Linked DNA regions of Zea mays: all the other regions are linked to region 2. A link is a contact called in public Hi-C data. All regions are on one chromosome and are shown on one strand. The core of a region is the stretch at or near the end of the contact, and the rest is flanking DNA. Distances in the headings are between cores, read along the strand shown.

The links. Hi-C and Micro-C count contacts between places; a contact is called where the count stands out from the background.
Region 1: a contact with region 2 is called in a Hi-C map of leaf, with 10 times the contacts expected there. The contact joins the promoter of LOC100304354 here to the promoter of LOC541807 in region 2. A contact is called at or near these places in 9 of 25 Hi-C or Micro-C datasets (bundle sheath, ear, endosperm and 3 more) and 1 of 3 datasets of contacts at active chromatin or transcription factors (leaf).
Region 3: a contact with region 2 is called in a Hi-C map of bundle sheath, with 3 times the contacts expected there. The contact joins the promoter of LOC100284949 here to the promoter of LOC541807 in region 2. A contact is called at or near these places in 4 of 25 Hi-C or Micro-C datasets (bundle sheath, endosperm, leaf and 1 more).

The regions. Positions count from the first base shown.
Region 1 is chr2:165,685,050-165,687,749 of Zm-B73-REFERENCE-NAM-5.0, forward strand. It overlaps LOC100304354, which reads left to right and starts at 1,251. Exons shown (of 2, transcript NM_001368191.1): 1 at 1,251-2,700. The coding sequence starts at 1,506.
Region 2 is chr2:165,511,116-165,513,892 of Zm-B73-REFERENCE-NAM-5.0, forward strand. It overlaps LOC541807 (cellulose synthase-9), which reads left to right and starts at 1,381. Exons shown (of 14, transcript NM_001111489.2): 1 at 1,381-1,775; 2 at 1,876-2,068; 3 at 2,436-2,686. The coding sequence starts at 1,752.
Region 3 is chr2:165,347,544-165,350,243 of Zm-B73-REFERENCE-NAM-5.0, forward strand. It overlaps LOC100284949 (DNA-binding protein EMBP-1), which reads right to left and starts at 1,283. Exons shown (of 9, transcript NM_001413239.1): 1 at 938-1,283; 2 at 735-845; 3 at 481-623; 4 at 321-378; 5 at 173-221; 6 at 1-105. The coding sequence starts at 1,087.

The DNA of each region.
Region 1 (2,700 bases), core at 1-2,500, 170 kb after region 2:
ACCTCTGTCATGCCCAACATCAGTAAGTAGTCATCTTTCACTAGACCTCTTCATCTTCAAGTTGATGGGCTCGGATGGCTGACTAGGTTACTTCTCCTTGTCACATCCCATCCGACTGGACTCCCCTTTAGCACCATCAAGGTTAATGGGTTGGGCTTGCCCACCACTCACCCCACAATCTAGAGCCCATGTGACCCTAGTACATTGGCTAAAGCTCTCATTAGACCCCATGGAAAATCTGCTAGTTGCCTGGCCACTACCAAAGACGATTTGCATAGGCATGTAGTGCTCTAGGGGAGTATTGAGGTACTCAACATCCTTAGGGTGGTCCTATGGGTGAAATGAAGAGTAAGTACTAAACAAAAAATAGCTAGGAATATGGTTAGGCAAAGGTAATGATACGAGCCTCACCGACACACCTTCTATACCACAAAACAAAACAAGCAGCAATACACACAACAAGGCTAGCAACACGTCGACGACAGAGTTCGTGGTCCATCTAGAGTATAGTAATACTGAGGCATCAGGTCAGAGCAAGCACTAACATGAGGGATCAAACAGTTCATATGCACTAATGAAAATAACATTTTTCAAGCCATGAATGCCACATCCCGAAGGATGCTCCTCCGACGACTTGTAACAAACAACATAGACCATAACACATGTGTTCGGATTAATTTGATAAATTAACAACAAAGGCAACTTGCAATCTAATAGCATGTAGTATCACTCATGATCAAAGGAGCTACCTCAAAAATTGTAAGCAAATAACCAGAAGACAACCACAAAATGAAGAAGAAATATGGAGAGGGACTGAATGGGAAGCAAAGCTTCCAGGATGTACCACGCGGGTGTGAAGCAATCAGATACGAGGTCAACAAGATTGAAGCTCCTTTGCTGCACAAGGTCAAAAACATGTAGAGTTAGACACCCAAACAACATGATTAGGGTCGCCTGCCCTCATCCGGGAGTGCATCTCCTACACCTGGCCCAGCCCTCCCGACGAGATCCGTGGACATTGCTGCCGCCGAGAGATGACGTGTGGGCCTGCTGTGGCCTGACCCCACACGCCAGCCACCTAACTTTAAGACAGAGGAGTCGGTCGCCAGCCCTCATCCGGGCAACCAATCACGCGCCTAGTCTGTCTTGCCGGGGTAACATCCATTGCCATTTCGCACGCGCACACTCTCTCTGGTCTCTGGGTACTAGAATGCACCGAGCACAACTACCTTTCCGGCTTTGTTTCCTCTCTCTCCTCTCCACTTTCTTCTCCCCCTCACGGAGTGCAAGTGCGAGTGGGAGAGTGAGCGGCGGCGGCAGCGGCAGCGCAGCGGCAGTACAGTAGCCACGGCCCCTGTCGCCGCGTGGTGTGCCGTGCCCGTGCCCCCTCTCAGCCTCTCTCTCCCCCTTCCCTACCAGGCTACCCACCCAAAACCACAGAGAAAAGCAGGCCTGGGCACCACCACCGCTGCCTCGCCCCGAGCCAAGAGGAAGCCCCACCCCAAATGCCTTCCTCTTCCCCCTGCTACCGCCACAGCTTCCTCTTCCTGGCCCTTCTCTCGGCGTGCTTCTCGACACCGGGGGCAGCGGACGGCACCGGGGGAGCCGGCGACGGCGGGGATGCCGCGGCAATGCAGGCGCTGCGGCGGGACCTGGCGCCGCCAGGCTGGGGCCCGGGTGCGGACCACTGCGCGTGGCGCGGCGTCACCTGCGCAGCCGCGGGGGCCGGTGGCGTGGTCACCGCGATCGAGCTGCCGCGCCGGGGGCTCCGTGGGGACTTCGCCGCCGCCGCCGCACTCCGCGCGCTGGCGCGCCTCGACCTCTCCGCCAACTCGCTCAGCGGCGGCCTCTCGCCGGCGTTCGGCGCGCTCACCCGCCTCGAGTACCTCGACCTCTCAATGAACGCGCTCACCGGCGCCGTGCCGGCCGCGCTCGCTGGCGCGTCCGCGCTCCGGTTCCTGAACCTCTCCAACAACGCGCTCTCCGGCGCCATCCCCGACGATCTCAGGGGCCTCAAGAAGCTCCAGGAGCTGCAGATTTCGGGCAACAACCTCACCGGCTCCCTCCCCGGCTGGCTCGCGCGGCTCCCGGGCTTGCGCGTGCTGTCCGCCTACGAGAACGCGCTCTCCGGCCCGATCCCGCCGGGGCTCGGGCTCTCGTCGGAGCTCCAGGTTCTCAACCTCCACTCCAACGCCCTCGAGGGGAGCATCCCCAGCAGCCTCTTCGAGCTCGGCAACCTGCAAGTTCTCATCCTCACCATGAACCGGCTCAACGGCACCATCCCCGACACCATCGGCCGGTGCCGCGGCCTCTCCAACGTCCGCATCGGCGACAACCTCCTCTCCGGCGCCATCCCGGCGTCGATCGGGGACGCCACCGGCCTCACGTACTTCGAGGCCAACACAAACGACCTGTCCGGCGGGATCCCCACGCAGTTCGCGCGGTGCGCCAACCTGACTCTGCTCAATCTGGCGTACAACCGCCTTGCCGGCGAGGTGCCGGATGTTCTCGGAGAGCTCAGGAGCCTGCAGGAGCTCATCGTGTCTGGCAACGGCCTCTGCGGCGAGTTCCCGAAATCCATCCTGCGGTGCAGGAACCTGAGCAAGCTGGACTTGAGCTACAATGCGTTCCGCGGTGGCCTGCCGGAGAGCATCTGCAACGGCTCACGGATGCAGTTCCTTTTGCTCGACCACAATGAGT
Region 2 (2,777 bases), core at 131-2,630:
TTTATTTTATTTTTCTCTCAAATGTTTTGTGTAGTGCCTTGGGTTTACCTAGCACTAGTTTTGCACACTTGTTTCTCGCCACACCTAACTAGACTCAACTAGGTCAAACCACCCATCTCATGCCTCCTTTATAGTGCGACTAAAGGAAAATAAAGGTACTATCACTAAGTGTGCAACAACTTCAATGACACTTATAACTAGTTGATCTTTAATTTTTTGTATATTCTTTTTAAAAACTGACCATTGGTCTCCATCAATAAGGACATGAATATCTCTTAAACCTAAACATTTTGCATTATTATGATCTAATTTATCTTATCTCTACAAAACATATGATAGTCACTATAATCTTACATTATCAATAGTTACCAAAACTAAACTCTTTTACTCAATTAGAAGACGTTAATGTAACATAATGCTATACACATATTTGATGCCACTATTAATCAATGGTTAATCACATGATAACTTTGCAATAATTATTGTTCACATGTCTTTATATTTATTGGGGATCCTAAAATGTTTAACCACTGAAAAATGTGAAAAACCATAGATTTTTTGGTAGTTGAGAGATTTACGGAAGAGAACAATAACTATTACTACAATCAAAAGAATACGAAATCTTTTGTGTAAGGCTGACTCCAACTAGCCCCATAAAAGCCCCCCAGATTATCCATAGAGGGCACCAAACGCCTCCAACAATGTCTTCTAAAAGATCCCCATATGTGTAGGGAGATGGAATCTCTCTGTATATATAAGGAGAGCACTATGCTTCGCTTATTTTCAGTTACATTGTTTCTTATGTTATTAATTTTGTTTAAGCCCTGTAATTTGATAATAATATGTATTACGGTAGAGGAATGATCAGAGACGGACTATATGTAGGAATTTGTGTAGAGAGATTTAGTAAAATATATTAAAAATATAGATAAGAAAGGATATATATATATATATATATATATATATATATATATATATATATATATATATATAGGGGATGGTTGAAGATAGTCTAAGATCCCATGTAATAACAATATTGTTGTGTATGTTACATATAATAACCCTAGCAGAGTAGCAGTCTTGCACCGCATAACCTGTTACCCGTTGCTTTTGCAGTAGAACCTGCAGTAGAAAATTAATTGCTCCTATGTTATCATTGTTCTATCTAAAATAATCATAGCTCATTAATGACGAGCCGTTGGGCTTATTTTATAGGAACACATGCCACATTTCACACTTGTACACCTAACAATTAGACCGACCCCAGCATATCCTCCGTCGGTGCTCAGGACCGACAGTGAGCACTCACTGCCAAGCGGGCCCTGCACGGCCCCCAGTTCACCCTTCTTCCACCTCCCGCCTCACTGGCACACTCTCCCCGACACAACTCGGCTTAAACTAATCCGAACCCATCCCACCAGACGCGCGCAAATTAACTAGAATCAAAATCGTCTCGCTGCTGCAATAATCTTTTATCAATTCTTAATCCCTCGCGTCGAAAGCGACAGCGGAACCAACTCACGTTGCCGCGGCTTCCTCCATCGGTGCGGTGCCCTGTCCTTTTCTCTCCTCCACCTCCCTAGTCCCTCCTCCCCCCCGCATACATAGCTACTACTAGTAGCACCACGCTCGCAGCGGGAGATGCGGTGCTGATCCGTGCCCCTGCTCGGATCTCGGGAGTGGTGCCGACTTGTGTCGGCTCGGCTCTGCCTAGGCCAGCTCCTTGTCGGTTCTGGGCGAGCTCGCCTGCCATGGAGGGCGACGCGGACGGCGTGGTGAGCGGCGGGAGATCTCTCAGCTGCATTCCGTTTCGTGTTGGCGGTGCATCTTGGGAGTGAAAGACTGAATCTTATGATCCGCTGCGTGTGTGTGCAGAAGTCGGGGAGGCGCGGGGGAGGGCAGGTGTGCCAGATCTGCGGCGATGGCGTGGGCACTACGGCGGAGGGAGACGTCTTCACCGCCTGCGACGTCTGCGGGTTCCCGGTGTGCCGCCCCTGCTACGAGTACGAGCGCAAGGACGGCACACAAGCGTGCCCCCAGTGCAAAAACAAGTACAAGCGCCACAAGGGTAATTTACAGTCCCTTTCTCCATTCCATTTGTTTGATCTAGCTGTCTCTGGACCCGATTTTGAAGTGGCTAGGAAAGTTAGGATCTTTTATCAGAAGCAACAAAGATGTTATTGTTTCTATTTGTGATAGATCTCATGGCATTTTCGGTTAGAGAGGGCGTATTAGATCTGTCGCTATCACTGGATAATATTTTAGCTTGTAGCATGCCTAGTCTTGTCTTTGTGTGCATTCTGTTAGATTGTAGTAACTAGTAAGGGGGAAAAATAATAACTGGAGTTCCATATGATGTGACATCGTGGACTTATGCTCAAGAATAGCAAACAGGATTTGCTAATCATTCTCTGAACTGTGTACGAATCCTTCAGGGAGTCCAGCGATCCGAGGGGAGGAAGGAGACGATACTGATGCCGATGATGCTAGCGACTTCAACTACCCTGCATCTGGCAATGACGACCAGAAGCAGAAGATTGCTGACAGGATGCGCAGCTGGCGCATGAATGCTGGGGGCAGCGGGGATGTTGGCCGCCCCAAGTATGACAGTGGTGAGATCGGGCTTACCAAGTACGACAGTGGTGAGATCCCTCGGGGATACATCCCGTCAGTCACTAACAGCCAGGTTGGTGCCACTACTACCTGGTGGCATTACTATTAAGACATTGTGCCAAAAGGTTTTTGAATATGCAATGATGCTTACTTTCTGAATTTAT
Region 3 (2,700 bases), core at 33-2,532, 160 kb before region 2:
CCCTGCCAGGTGCAGACACTGGAAGCTTTGAGGCAGACCTTCCCTTTGCGGGATATGGCGACTCAACCGTAGCATAGCGCACAACAGCAGCTTGAGACGGTTCACCTGGCAAAACACCAATCTTTAATCGCTCACTCCTTTCTGACAGAAAGGCTACAGACAAAACGCTAACCTTCAGCCGACGTGTTACCAGATTTCCTTTTCTTGGGCGCAGATGAACCCTGAGGAGAACAAACATGAACCACAGAAAGCCAGCTAATTACAGGAAAAAACATGCAATTTAAAAATGGCCCCTTGTGGCACAGCAAGTTGATTGGTACCTTATGGTCAGTGTCATCATCTCTCGTCTCTGACGACTCATCGCTGCCGCTGTCACTGCTACACACAGCAGCATTCGAATTGAATTTAACCAGAAAGGGGGGAAGGGGAGAAAAAAATTTAAAACTGCAGCGCTGGCAAGGCAATAGTGAAAGCCGGTACCTCCTGGAGTCGTCCTCACCGGAGGGCGCCCCAGAGCTGCCCTTCTCAGGCGACGCGCCCCCGCCCTTCCCCTTGCCTTTCCCTTCCGGCGCAGTGGCCGCCGCCACCGTGGCGACAGCTTCGCTCGTCGGGTAAGGGACGCCCTGCATAGCAGCAGAGGAGCAAACTCACACCTAAACCCCCTCCAAATCGAAGCTCAATTCTCTCGAATTAGGCACGGGACGGGAGAGCGCGAGATGAGGAGGGACACTCACCGCGGCCATGGACGCGTGCGCGTAGTATGCCGCGGCGGCGCCTGGGTGGTAGACGGGGAACGGCACCGGCGTGCCGAAGGGCGCCCCCGCCGCGGCCGCCGCCATGAGGTGCTGAAATCGGAGGAGAAGCAAGCAAGGAAACCCTAGTCAGAAGCCGCCGCCACGCGAGCGAGCGAGCGCGCACAAAGGGGCCAGAACCTTACCTGCGCCGGCCAGGCGTAGGGGTGCCCCGCGGCGGCGTAGTAGGCCTGGAGCGAGGCGGCCCACTCGGCGTGCGTCTGCGGCGGTGCGGCGACCACGGCGGCGGCGGGCGGCTCCGGCGGCTTGGGCTGCTCGTCGGAGGACGACGCCATGGCGCGCCGAGATCTGGAGGCTCCCCCCCTCTGGTCCTGGGCGGAAGCGAGCGAGCAGCTGTGGCGGTCGGTTTGGGTGCGGTGGGACGCGTGCGCGTCGCCGGCGGTGAGCCTACCGGGGGGCGGTGTGGGGAAGCAGCAGCAGTCGCTGCGCTGCGTTGGGAGGGAGGGAAGGGGAGCAAAAAGGCGCCTGCTTGCTAGGGTTCGGTGTCCTCCCGTCCCCGTGTACGCTTCCCCATGTGCGCGCAGCGACTCGGCTCCGACGTGGCGCGTCACAGTTGGCGCGAAGCTCTGCGGGGCCCGGCGTATCGTCCAGCGGGGTGGACACGCGGACGGCGCTTTTGGAACCGGGTCCACGCGTTGGGCTCGGGTGGGTGCATGGGGCGGGGGGCGCGTAGCTGTTTACTAGGGGCTGGCGGTGGTGCCAGTGTAAAGGACAAGTAGTCATTCGGTGGACGGGCGGTAAGAGAGGGGAGGGCTGGGCACAGGTGGTGCTCGGTGGGTAGGGTGTGCCTTTGGGCTCGCACGTCAGTGGCGTGGGAGGGTGGGTGTAAAGCTGGTGGGGACGTGGGGGATGAGTCGGACGCGACGGGATCCACGCCTCCGCCCTGGGGCCTCGGTCGGAGAGGACGGAGGACAGCACGGCACGCACCGAGTGGAAGCGCCCAGAGCGCCGCCCGAGTCGTACTGGGGCACTGGGCCTTGGGCCTTACGCCGTGGCGCGCGGGCTACGGAAGGCCCGCTTGGCCGTGGTTTCTTCAGCATATGAGACCTTTTTATAGCGCGGGAAAATTATTGGGTTTTTTTTCCTATGAGAACGAACTGGGTAAAATTTCTATATATTTTCTATGGAATTCCTTGTGACTTCTATGAGGAACGACACAGTGAGACCCAAAGGCATGGAGAAATGCGTTGGTACCTTCCATCGTTTCGGCATATTTTCCAAATCGAGTTGGGAAAGAACAACAATCTCCAAAGCATGTGTTCCAAAAGTTTAGCGTCTTCATCTCTTAGGCCCTGTTTGGCACAGCTTATTTTCAGCTTCTTCACAAATTTAAGCAGAACTTCTGCTAAACAGCTAGCTTCTGCAGCAGCTTATCAGTTCAGCTGCTTCTCAGAATACACTAAAAGCAGCCAACAAGTAGAAGCTGCTTTTCACCAGCTTATCAGATAAGCTGCTTTTTCAACAAGCAGCAGTTGTGCCAAATAAGGCCTTAGTCTCTTCCATTCACTTTCATGCGACACAGTGGGTTAATTCGTGTGCCCGAGTCCGGTCGAAAGTTGGATTAGAGTCGTGGAAACTGTATCGGGGTGAAAAGTCGGTCGTTTGTTCAAGTAGGATCGCAAAATCTGATTTTAGCTATAAAATGCTCGTACGCTCTATAGCAAGAACAAATATGGTGAGGGTGCTTTTGGCAGAGTTCTCATAGTTCCGCTCCCATCGAGAATCACTTCTGCCGAGTCAAACGATAAAAATCTGCTTTACAGCCTATTTACCAACAGTTTGAGTTTGAGTTAATCTGCTCCACACTCTTTAACCCCTCAGTAATCACTTTACAGCCTATTTACCAACAGTTTTCTCAAATAGATTCACTTCCGGTAGAGAATCACTC